Linked DNA regions of Triticum aestivum: region 2 is linked to region 1. The links are chromatin contacts, called in public Hi-C maps. All regions are on one chromosome and are shown on one strand. Each heading gives the region's core, a stretch centred on a gene start, on an enhancer-like site or on the middle of the called end of the contact. The rest is flanking DNA. Distances are from core to core; before and after follow the strand shown.

Region 1 (5,487 bases), core at 2,227-4,726:
AAGCACAAACAGCTACATGTGCAAGAGTCGAGAATTGGAGAATTTTAGGCAGGCTACTGAAGAAAATGATCATCGCTTGAATAAATAGCGGCACAGAATCGAAAAACAGGTTTTACAAGTGTTTACATTCAGAGGAGGCTGGAACTAAGCTTCTACAGAAATTTACTTTAAGCTTTCCACGGAAAGATAAGACCAGGTGAAGTGAGGCCAAAATGGCTGACTGTTCAACCAAGCCATCTTTAGAATCTGCGCCCGCCAGAGTTATAAGCACAACCGCCAGGGTATTGATGACCACGGTGCTCAAAACCATGATCGCGACCTTGGCCCCCACCATGGAACTCTGGGTAATCTGGCCGCTCCCCAAAGGATTCATACTGACCAGATGCATAACGATGAGCCTCTCCATAAGAACTTCCAGAGGGAGCAGCAGCAGGAGGAGGCGTGGCTGCAGCTGTTGGAGGATAGCCACGTGGTTCCCTAGGCACAACATTATTTGCATAATTGCTTATGCTGGCCTTTTGGTATTGCTGTTGGCGTTCCAGAGACTCTTTGCGCAGGAATTCTTCTCGATAGGCTGTCTGCCGAGCTCGAAGTGCCAATAGTTTCTCATGATACTGTGCATTTATTTCGTTCAATCTCTGCACACAGACATGAGAACCATGTAAAACAGCAGTTGTCTTTGATAGATATTAATAGTGTATGATGCTAGTTTAAAAAGAAAACTCTATGATTCAGAGACAGTGCTGCAACATTATCAACAGTATGATGTCATGCTGTAATTGGGGCAACATTGACAAGTATGATTGTAGTTGAGGCAACATTACTGCAACAAGTTCCATTGTTTAGATCTTTAAAAGTTGCCATAGAAAAGGCATATAAAAGATGATTTAAAAGTTGTCATAGGAAAGGCATATATACAAGGATCCACCATATGCTGTGGGGTGTGCAATTTTAACACAGGCACAAAAATCTTCAGAGTGACTCAATTCCTTAATCAACACCAAGCACTAAGATAAATCTAAGCTTACTAAGGGCATCTCCAACGCCGTCCCCCAAATCGGCCTCGCTATCCGTCCGCAGACACGGAAGCAGACATCCAACCATGTGCCCTAATCGTCCGCACGCATTTTAAACGAAAATTGAACCAAACGGACAAATTTCATGGAACCGGATAAAAGTTGAATATGATTTACATAAACCGGACGATATTTTGTCCGTTTAACTATTTTTTTTTAAACCTAAACTAACCTACGGGAGGTACCGGAAGGTGACCTCATACGCATGGCCGTCCTAGCCGGCTGGGCAGCCGTCGTCGTCCGCTCCGTCGCTGCTGCTGTGGAGGAGTGGAGAGGGTTTGCGGCGAGGAGGCGCTGGAACACTACTTAAATAGGCTGGGCAGGCAGAGCGACGCCGCTTCAATGCAGCGCAGCGGCCAGAGTAGGCTTCCCGGACGTTTGCGGGCGTTTAAGGGCAGAGCGTTGGAGATGCCCTAATAGAGTAAACCAATGGAAACATGATAAGCTATAGATGCGCAAGGGGGGAGAACCCCATTTCAATATCTAAGTATTACAAGTTTTTCTTGGTATTAAATCCTATATTGGTTGCTCGAGCTTGCATGTTCTCTGCAGTTACATTGCAAGATGTGGGTTGTTCACGTCCGATGACTAATATGGATTAATGTGGGTGTGTACTAGACTACTGGTATTGGCATGCAAAATGAGAATGTACATAGAAATTGACAAGTCTATGCACATAACTGAGAACAAGGGGAGAAGACATCTATAGTTTTTAAGTAGCAACACAAAACTAGATGTTTCCCAACATCTACCTGTGGGATTGTTACTCAAAAGGCTAATCATACCACAATTGACTAACAGGACCAAACAGAAACTCAATAAGCAAAAGGCATATGATATTAAATCCTTTCATAAAATGGATAAGTACTTCCTGTCAATAATAGGACATATCAATGACATAAAATGGATAAGTACTTCCTGTCAATAGTAGGACATATCAATGACTGATATCAGGAAGGTAAAAAACGATCTGCAAGTCCAGTTAATCTACTTTTGGCAGGTAGGAAGGACAAGGCAGAATCATGCAATATATTTGAACATACCTCCCTGTGCCTAGTATTTTCAGCATCCTCTGCATCATTTAGTTCCTTGGATAGGACCACGATGTCTTCACGAAAACTCTGCTCTAGACTTTCAAATGTACGAGGAAGATTATAGTCATCGCGCCTTGCTTCAATCTTATCGGTACGAGGCTGGTCCCTCAATTCCTTTCTTGGTTGCTTTTCTAGACCAACCTTCAGATCAGATTGTTGTCCATCATAAAAGGATCGTTTACCCTCAGCACTTTGACCTACATCAGGATCCGTCAGTGCAAAAGCACAGAAGTGTAACCAAGATGCAAAACATAACATTTTCTAGCACATTCTCACACATACTACCAGTTTACCATGCTAGCTACACAACCACTAATATGTCCAAAATTTCTTGGAAAAATGCTAATCTGTCCAAAGTGTAGGGTGCACATATAAACTAGTTATGCCACCAAAAAAGTTGACATCTTAGATTTTTCAACAAATTGAAACAGGCGTGTGGGTACATACTACATACCATCATTATATGCATATGGTGAAATCTGATTCTGGATGTTCGGCCCACCTCTGTCCCATTGGCTCTGTCTCACCTTCTGGGTGGTATACTGGTTCTCCCCAGCAGCTTGCCCAGGATCTCTTCCAGGGTAACTATTATCAGGTAGTTGTTGAACCCTTTGCTGAGCCTGGTAGTGATGCAACTGGGAAGACACCATGGAATTGATGTTAGGATCCCCGTATTGCCCCTGTCCCTGTCCCTGTCCCTGTCCCTGCCGCCTCATTCTAACCTGAATGTGCAAGATACTAAAGCAACAACGTTGGTAACAAATTGTGAAAATTATTCTAAGATTGAACGGCCAAATTATCAATCTAGGCCAAATGAATGCATCATCAGGTAAGGTTTTACCATGCCAAACTACCATATTATGATTCCGTAACAACGTTTACACATAGGTATGCAACTTTATAACGCCAACAAAATCAGCAAATACTACCACAATAAGGCTTAAACCTATATTAACATTGTCGTCATGAACAAACACCATCAAACCGGCAACACAGGGCGCAAATTTCGAGTGTAAAAAGCTTCTCGGTGCCACAGATCTCGGCGCTGTCCCCAGCTTTCACTCGAGAGCACCGAAGCAACAGACCGCTGCTAGCAGTTGAGAACGGGGACATGATTACAAACGGTCCAGTCTCAGTCCCGCGCCACCGAAAAGAAATTCATGTTTTTTTTTGCGGGAAGAAAAGAAATTCATGTTAGCAGCCACGCTAGGTCGAGAAACCCTAATTTCGCAGCGATCAGATACACGCGCAGGCGCAGCACCGCAGGTCGCCTGATTTCCCCCGTCTGCTAGGGTAGGCGGATAAAAAGAAAGAGAAAGGAGACCTAAGAAAGCCGGCATAACCAAGAGCCCGCCTTGCGGCTTACCTCGGCAGCGGCAGCGGCGATAGAGGAAGCCACGAAGGCGGTGGCGGTGGCGCTCACGGCGGCGTGGGAGATAGTGGGTGGGGTGGGGGACGGTGGGGAGGGACTGGGAGCCGAGCCGGGAGCCAGGCAAGCGCACGCTGCGGCGGCCCAATCCTCAATATGTCTAGGCCGTAGCCTGTGAAGTGTGAACCTGTAATATAACGCTAGCAAAAGGGCCCGTGCGTTATAACAGAAGAAAAAAAATCATAATCTTTAGTGGCTATGTTCATTGTCTCAAAACAAATATGGCCATGTTCACATTTTGCTGCATCACCGATACTCAGTACCACTCTCAATTTTCTGAAATCATGAGCAGTTTTTTTAAACTCATGAACATTTGAAATCATGAACATTTTTCAAATTTATGAACACGTTTACAAATTTTCAAACATTTCCAAAAAATAACAGTTTCTGAATTCATGAACATTTTACACTATCTGCAAATATTTTTTAAAAACTGTGGACATTTTTTAACAATTTTTTTGAATCGGTGAACATTTCTAGAATGGACGAACATTGTTTTGAAAATTGGTGTAACAATTTTTAAAATTTAATAATATTGTTTTTTATTTAACAAACAATTTTTGAAATGCGTGATCATTTTTTGAATCAGCGAGCATTTTATGAATGAATAAACTATTTTGTCACAAATAGTTTTTGAATTTTCAGGTTATTTTTTCGTTCAAAAACATTTGAAAATTGGCGAAATATTGTTCAATTTCATTAAAAAATTTAATACACGAAATTTTTAGAAACAATTATGATTTTTTGTATTTCCAAACATTTTTGAACAAGCAAATATTTTTTATAAAATTGCGAACATTTTTTAAACTCACAAACATTTTATGATTTATTAAAAAAATTAAAATTCTCATTTTTTTTATTTTTTCAAAACTTTTTTGAAGTCCCAAATTATTTAAAGTAGAAAACAAAACCCAAAAAAAAAGAAAAAACGAAATTTAGAAATAAGGCCGCCCTGACATGGGCTGACCCAAACAGAGGCGTTGCATCTTCTCCCAGTGCACAGAGCGCAGCAGTAGGGGAAGTCCCTACTGCATGGGCTGGCCCAGGTGGGGGATTCCCCCTTTGTGAAACGTTCTTTATCATTTATAGGTGGCATTTTCCGAAATCACTAGTTGAGGAGTACTCGTTACAAAGATCACTCCAACTCCTCAGGTTGCGACAAGTGGTGCACAGTGCGCCACTTGTTGCAACCTGAGAGTTTTCCTTTTTTTCAGAGATCCGTTTATTAAAAATGTTTTATCTCTCAAACTATGCATCCAAATCTCGAACCGCTTTCATCATTGGATTCCTCGTGTCGAGATCTTTAAAACTAGATCCCATGTTGATAGGTTTTAATAAAAAAAATTCACGAAAAAAAATAGACAAAAAAACCAAACCGGGAGCACGGATTTTTTTCCCTTCCCGAAAGAGGCATGCCCGTGCCTCTCACAAAATCACAACCGTGCCTCTCACGGAAGCAAAACCGTGACTTTTTCGTTCCCCGGGAGGCACGACCGTGACTCTCGCGAAAACACACCCGTATCTCTCGCGGAAGCAAAACCATGACTCACGAAAGGAAAAAAAACAGAAAACATATTTTTTTTCTGAGAGGGACGGCCGTGACTCTCGCAAAAGCACAACCATGCCTCTCGCAGAAGCAAAACCGTGTCTCTCGCAAAAGGAAAAAAATAGAAAATGCTTTTTCTGTTTTCTAGAGACACGGCCGTGACTCACGCGAAAGCACAATCGTGCCTCTCATGGAAGCAAAACCGTGACTCTCGTGAAAGGGAAAAAACAGAAAACACGTTTTTTTTTGTTTCCGAGAGGCACGGCCGTGACTCTCGCGAAAGAAAAACCATGCCTCTCGCGGAAGCAAAACAGTGACTCTCGCGAAAGGAAAAAAACACGT
Region 2 (5,487 bases), core at 2,304-4,803, 570 kb before region 1:
GAAACGTGAAAGTCCAAAAAGAGTAAATGTATGTACAATGTCTTTAATTAGAAAAAAAGACATTTCCAGCTGTGAAAGCATGTAGACCAGCTATCCCGGGAAACAGTTAATTTATTTCAGACGTGAAGGAGATAAAAAGCCACATACATTTAGTTGAACACATTATATATGTCGATTCAGCAACAACAAATCCTGTCAAAAGTGACATAAATAGCCTATGATTTTTCTGTCCTGCAAAACACGGTATGCAGGTTAAAGTGTGCATCTATCTATAATGCAAAAACAGAAGCAAAACTAAAAAAATGCAATATAGTACCTATGCAATTACCAAATGCAGGGCAATGGTGGTCATAACCTCTAACATTTGCTTTGCAACAGTTACAATGCCTCACCCTTGAGAGTGATGGGTACTTCTACACCAAAAGTACAAAAGATTCAGCATGTTAATGCACGACGTCCAGATTTCAGGTTAGCAACTTAATATAACAACTTCATTGAAAACTCTACTTTCTCAACACCTCACTCGAGCATATAGCATCCACGAAATCCTTGCAGCCAGCCTCTTCCAAAAATGAAGATTCGTATGCAACAATGCCAGGATCACCAGAAAGAATCCTGCAATAAAAAAATCAAACTAAACCCCTAATCCCAGAGGCAGTTGTATGCTAAGGCCAATAAATGTTAAGCGGAGTATGTCCAAATGGACTTTTGTTGTTGTTGTTTTAAAGCCTGAACTTCATTATGGAGTCCAAGATGAACCTCGAACTTCCAATCTCCAAAATCTGAACCCTTATCTTATAATCCTAGCCCGACCCTTGGACCTTGAAGCTTGTTTAACTTTGACACACCCACGATGATACGGCCACGTCTACACACATGACTGAATATGCTACGCGTGGTGTTCAAGGTGAACCTATAATTATTGTTGACGTTACTGTTACGCCAAGCTTGAAAACAGGAGAAGTACGTGTACCAAAGTACATACGTTTTGATCTGGAAGAGGAGAAGGACACATAAGAATTAATGGAAATTACAAGTAGGCATTTTGTGGTACTTCCATTTATGTGCGTACAACCATGCATGCATGAGGAACATGATGCATTGGTGAGTCACGTTGATGGATAATAATTTCCATCGGTTTAAACCAGAGAAGACAGCCTATGTTGTGCATGATAAGGAATCTACGACTGAAGAGTTTATTTACAGTACTACTTGCTACGTCAGGGTCAAATCTAGATCTTTTACGTTTTTATTCCTGCCCAGCAAAGAGAGGATCAGCGTGAGGATTCTAATTATTTGGGATTTCTTAAGCTTGAAGGACATCGTGTTTAGAGATATCTTGTCAAAATCTCTACTGGCATGTGAGTTCCTGCAACGCGTTTACAAGCTGAGCCTATACGGTTCGTCCACGTTATTCCTTTAGATCGAAGGGTTGGCGTGTTGTTTCCGTGGGACTTGCAAACATCTTCGTAAACCTGCTGCGATGGAGGTTCGTGCCGTGAAAGATCGGGCCAACAACGACAAATCCTTGCCTCGAGGTTCACCCCACATAACACGAAAAGAGCGATCACAAATTCACAATCAAAAACTCATATCCTCGCACACTCTTGTCACTGACATTCCTAGCCCTCCCCAAATTCACTCCCATTTCTCTCTCATCGCCGAGCTACCTCCGATGCAACCGTTGAAGTGTATATGTGGATTGCCTAGCCCTTTCCATCAGTTCAGACTTTTGATTGTGTTGGCTAGTGCATGAAGCTTAACATGGTATGGCCCAAGGTCTTGAGTTCAAGTCCTGGCTTTTGCAATTTATCCAAAAATTGTTGTTCCCGCCTTTGTGTCCACGTATAGGCCTCTCTTTCCGCGTCACACGTGAGAGTGGGTGTTGAAGTGTATATGTGGATTGCCTAGCCTTTCCATTAGTTCAGACTTTTGGTTGCGTTGGCTGGTGCATGAAGCTTAACAACCTCCCTTCCCCTAGCTGTTTTCCCTTCCTTGCCAGTGTCCATCTCCATCGCCGGCCCCATTCCACTCATGTCTCTATTTCTCCTCACCATCATCTCCCCCACCACACCCTTTTTCCTGGTGTGCCGAATAAGTATAAGCTCAAGGTTAGGATCAGGATTAGAAAGTTCAAAGTTCCACTTTCAATGTTTGAAAGTTCAGAGTCCATCTTGGAACGAGAACCATAGTTTAAGGTTTACAATGAACAATTTCCTTAGTGACTAAATAGAGCTTAGAGATCGGTAAGTGCATCGCAAAAATTATGTTCCAGAGGAGTAGCTAACCTGTAAAGTCCCCACAGAAGCAGTGCACACTCAGCATTAATTAGCATGTCTAGTAGAGAAGAGGTATCTACAAAACATAAGGCTAGTTATAGAACAAGGATATTCTAGAGTATAGTTAGAAAACTATCAGAAGCTCTATACACTTATTTAACTACACCCTGCTCCAAAGTGGCATAAATTTTTTCAAACAAGTTATGCATAATGCGAGGAGGCGAGTATAAACTACATGCTGGGATCCTAGAAAAATTATGGCACCTGATGTCCTGATCTACAATTCCATCCCAAATCATAACAAAATGTCAGGTATTACCATATTTATTTAAATAGAACTATGCTCTAGAATTGCAATACATCAGGAACGGCTCTTAGCTCCATCCACAAATATAGCATATATCTAAAGCAATAAACACCGTCCAAATGGCATTCCACCAGTGCACTGAGCTATAATAATGAATGCTTATCTCTATTAAAAAAGGAAAAGGAGACACACATAATATGCAATTTCAAACACTAAAGACATACGCACACTCTGCAAAGTCCAAACAGATGTAATGCACGGGGATTTCACCTCTCCGGATGACGAATAGGTAGACGCCCCACAAAAATAGCACGTTGAACAGCACGAATAGCGGGGCCGACGCGGCCACTCTGATGAACCTCCTCCAGAACCTGCCCACCAGAATAGCCGCCAGGAATACCAAACCTGTGCAGCACGCAACCGAAGCAAGGTCAAAATTGCACTAAAAGAGGCACAGGAAAGGAAAGCAAGCACGCACTGACCTGCGACAGGGAGCATGGCGAGGAGGGAGATGGATGGGAGGAGGCGGGGCACTATGGCCACGGCGAGCTGCGAGAAGAGAACCAGGCCGCATGATACCAGCGCGGAGCACAGCACCTCCCATGGCGACCGCCGCAACCGGTGGAGCTCCGACGCCAGCCTGCTCATCGCCGACAACTCCTCCGCCACACCCTCTGGATCCCAAGAACCATCAATAACTCTTGAGCCCGCAGATCCAGCCGGGGTCGGTACGGCCAGGGCCGTGTTCCGGCGAGACCTCCGATCTTGGCGGATTCCGAGACAAACTGAGGAAGGAATCGAAGAAGATGCGGGCGAATCTTAGTGGAGAACTCGCGGGGGAATTTCGTCGAACATGTGTAGTGGGCGGTGGTGTGGGAACAGCAACAACTAGCAACGCGTCAAAGGAAAGGGCACCAATAGGCGCCGGTGCGCCGGCCGAATCGTTCGGCCGGTCAGCCCCTGGCCGCACGATGCACACGTCTATACCGCATGATTCCTTCCCTGGCCCCCTCGTGCAGTCGTCTTCTTCTTCTCGACAGCTCCCCTAAATCTCCTACTTCCTCCCCTCACTGACCAGTCATGACTCTGCGCTTGCCCCTGCGCCGCCGCGCTCCCATCGCCGTCGAGTGGTTGCAACTTTTTCACCGGACGTTTCCAGCATCCTTGATAGAAAGTTCCCACACTGCCGGTGGTGACCACCGCAACTTTGGGGAGTAGCGTCGCCGGCGCTCCATCGGACTAGTTCCAGCACCGATCTCGCTCCGCCGGTCCACGTGTGCATCATCCCAAAAATCAAGAGGTTGCCCTCCCCCCCCCTTGCAGCTCCACTGCACCGCGGTTCCAGCTCGCTGAACAACGGTTGCAACATCCCAGCTACAGGGGGGTCGCCTTGCAGCTCCACTGGACCGCTGTTGCAGTTCCGCTGGGTTGCGGTTCCAGCTCTTGTGGCCATGGTTTGCAGCTCCCCTTGCCTGGTTGCGGCACGCCATGCCGGCGGCCATGTCGTCTCGCTGTCACCGATGCAGCAAATTGGTCGCCCGTAGTAGCAAAACAAAACCACGGTTGCAGCTCCCGTGCATCGCCATTGCAGCTCTAGAATACTGTTGTAGCTTTTTCCTGTGGCCGCCGGTCGCAACCCGTCTTCGCACCCCCACCCATCACGGATGTAGCAAATTTGATCACTGGTTCCAGCAAATCTAGATGCCCGTTCCAGCAAAAATAACTGCCACCGTCGTTGCTCACACCGATTGTAGCAAAAAAACGTCTGATTCCAGCATCTGGTGTGGTCAGTTATAGCAAACAAAATTGTTGGTTGTAGCTCCAACCCTGGTCGGCTCCAACATTTGGTGTGGTCGGTTGTAGCTTTTTGGTGGATGGTTGTAGCTTTTTTGGTGGACGGTTGTAGCTTTTCTGTCCACCGGTTGCAGCTTCCCCGCGTGCTTCCTCCTTTGTCCCCGTCCTCCCGTGTTAACCTCGTCGGAGAAGCCGCGACCCTCGTGGGAGGCAGGACGAGGAGAGAGGCAGAGAGGTCCGCGGAGATAGAGACAGGGGAAGAGAAACTGCAGCTCACGCGTAGCCGGATGTAGCTTTTCCGTCCACCGGCTTCAGCTCCCCGGCGTGCTTCCTCCTCTGTCCCCGTTGTGCCGTGTTGTCCTCGCCGGAGAAGCTGCGACGCTCGCCGGAGGCAGGACAAGGAGAGAGGCAGAGAAGTCCGCGGAGATGAAGATGGGGAAGAGAAATCCAGAGACGAAGCATGCGCGGATGAAATGTGTGTGGATGAGAGGATAGGGGAAAGATGACTGCGTGCGGGCCCTTGTGCTGCGTGGCATCCGCATGGGCGAGTGACCAGCCAAATCGTTCGGCCGGCACGCCGTTCTGAAATGTTTCCCCAAAGGAAAGGGCGGTGCTAGGCGCCGGTCGCATCCTGTGCGCTAAGAGCATCCCAACAGAAATGCACATGTAAAAATACCTAACTTTTGCATCTTCAGACGCCAAAAAGATGCAAAAAAATACATCTCCGCCTCCCAAAGATGTAAAATACAACACTTAAATATACATCTCCACCTCCCGCCACAGCCACGTGCCAACCATCGTTTCCTTTCACTTCCCTCCCTTCTTCCTCTCACCTCCCGCCACACCACCGTCGCCGGCCACCCACCCACGAGCAGTCGCCCCTGCGCCAGATCCGGCCCTGTCGTCGCCCCGCTGCCGATTCCGACGTCCACCATCGGCCACTGCCCGAAGCCGCGAATCGGCGGATTTTTCCTCCTTTTCTCCCCCCGTCGATTCGGCCTCGTCGCCGCCTGATTCGCCCCCTCCCCCGCCGCTCCTCCGTCGTCTACACTCCGTCGCCGCCCCACCCCACTCTGTCGCGGCCCTACTCCACCTCCGATCGCCGCC

Evidence for each region. A called contact is a pair of places that touch in the nucleus more often than the background predicts.
Region 2: a Hi-C map of leaf shows a contact between it and region 1, with 7 times the contacts expected there. The contact joins the promoter of LOC123085447 here to the promoter of LOC123085445 in region 1. A contact is called at or near these places in 4 of 5 Hi-C or Micro-C datasets (leaf and an unstated tissue) and 1 of 1 datasets of contacts at active chromatin or transcription factors (leaf).

What each region holds. Positions count from the first base shown.
Region 1 is chr4A:106,279,227-106,284,713 of IWGSC CS RefSeq v2.1, reverse strand. LOC123085445 reads right to left here and starts at 3,476. Exons shown (of 5, transcript XM_044507078.1): 1 at 2,625-3,476; 2 at 2,120-2,367; 3 at 293-638. The coding sequence starts at 3,027.
Region 2 is chr4A:106,847,710-106,853,196 of IWGSC CS RefSeq v2.1, reverse strand. LOC123085447 (palmitoyltransferase Hip14) reads right to left here and starts at 3,553. Exons shown (of 10, transcript XM_044507086.1): 1 at 3,069-3,553; 2 at 2,857-2,991; 3 at 519-615; 4 at 317-410; 5 at 148-231. The coding sequence starts at 3,190.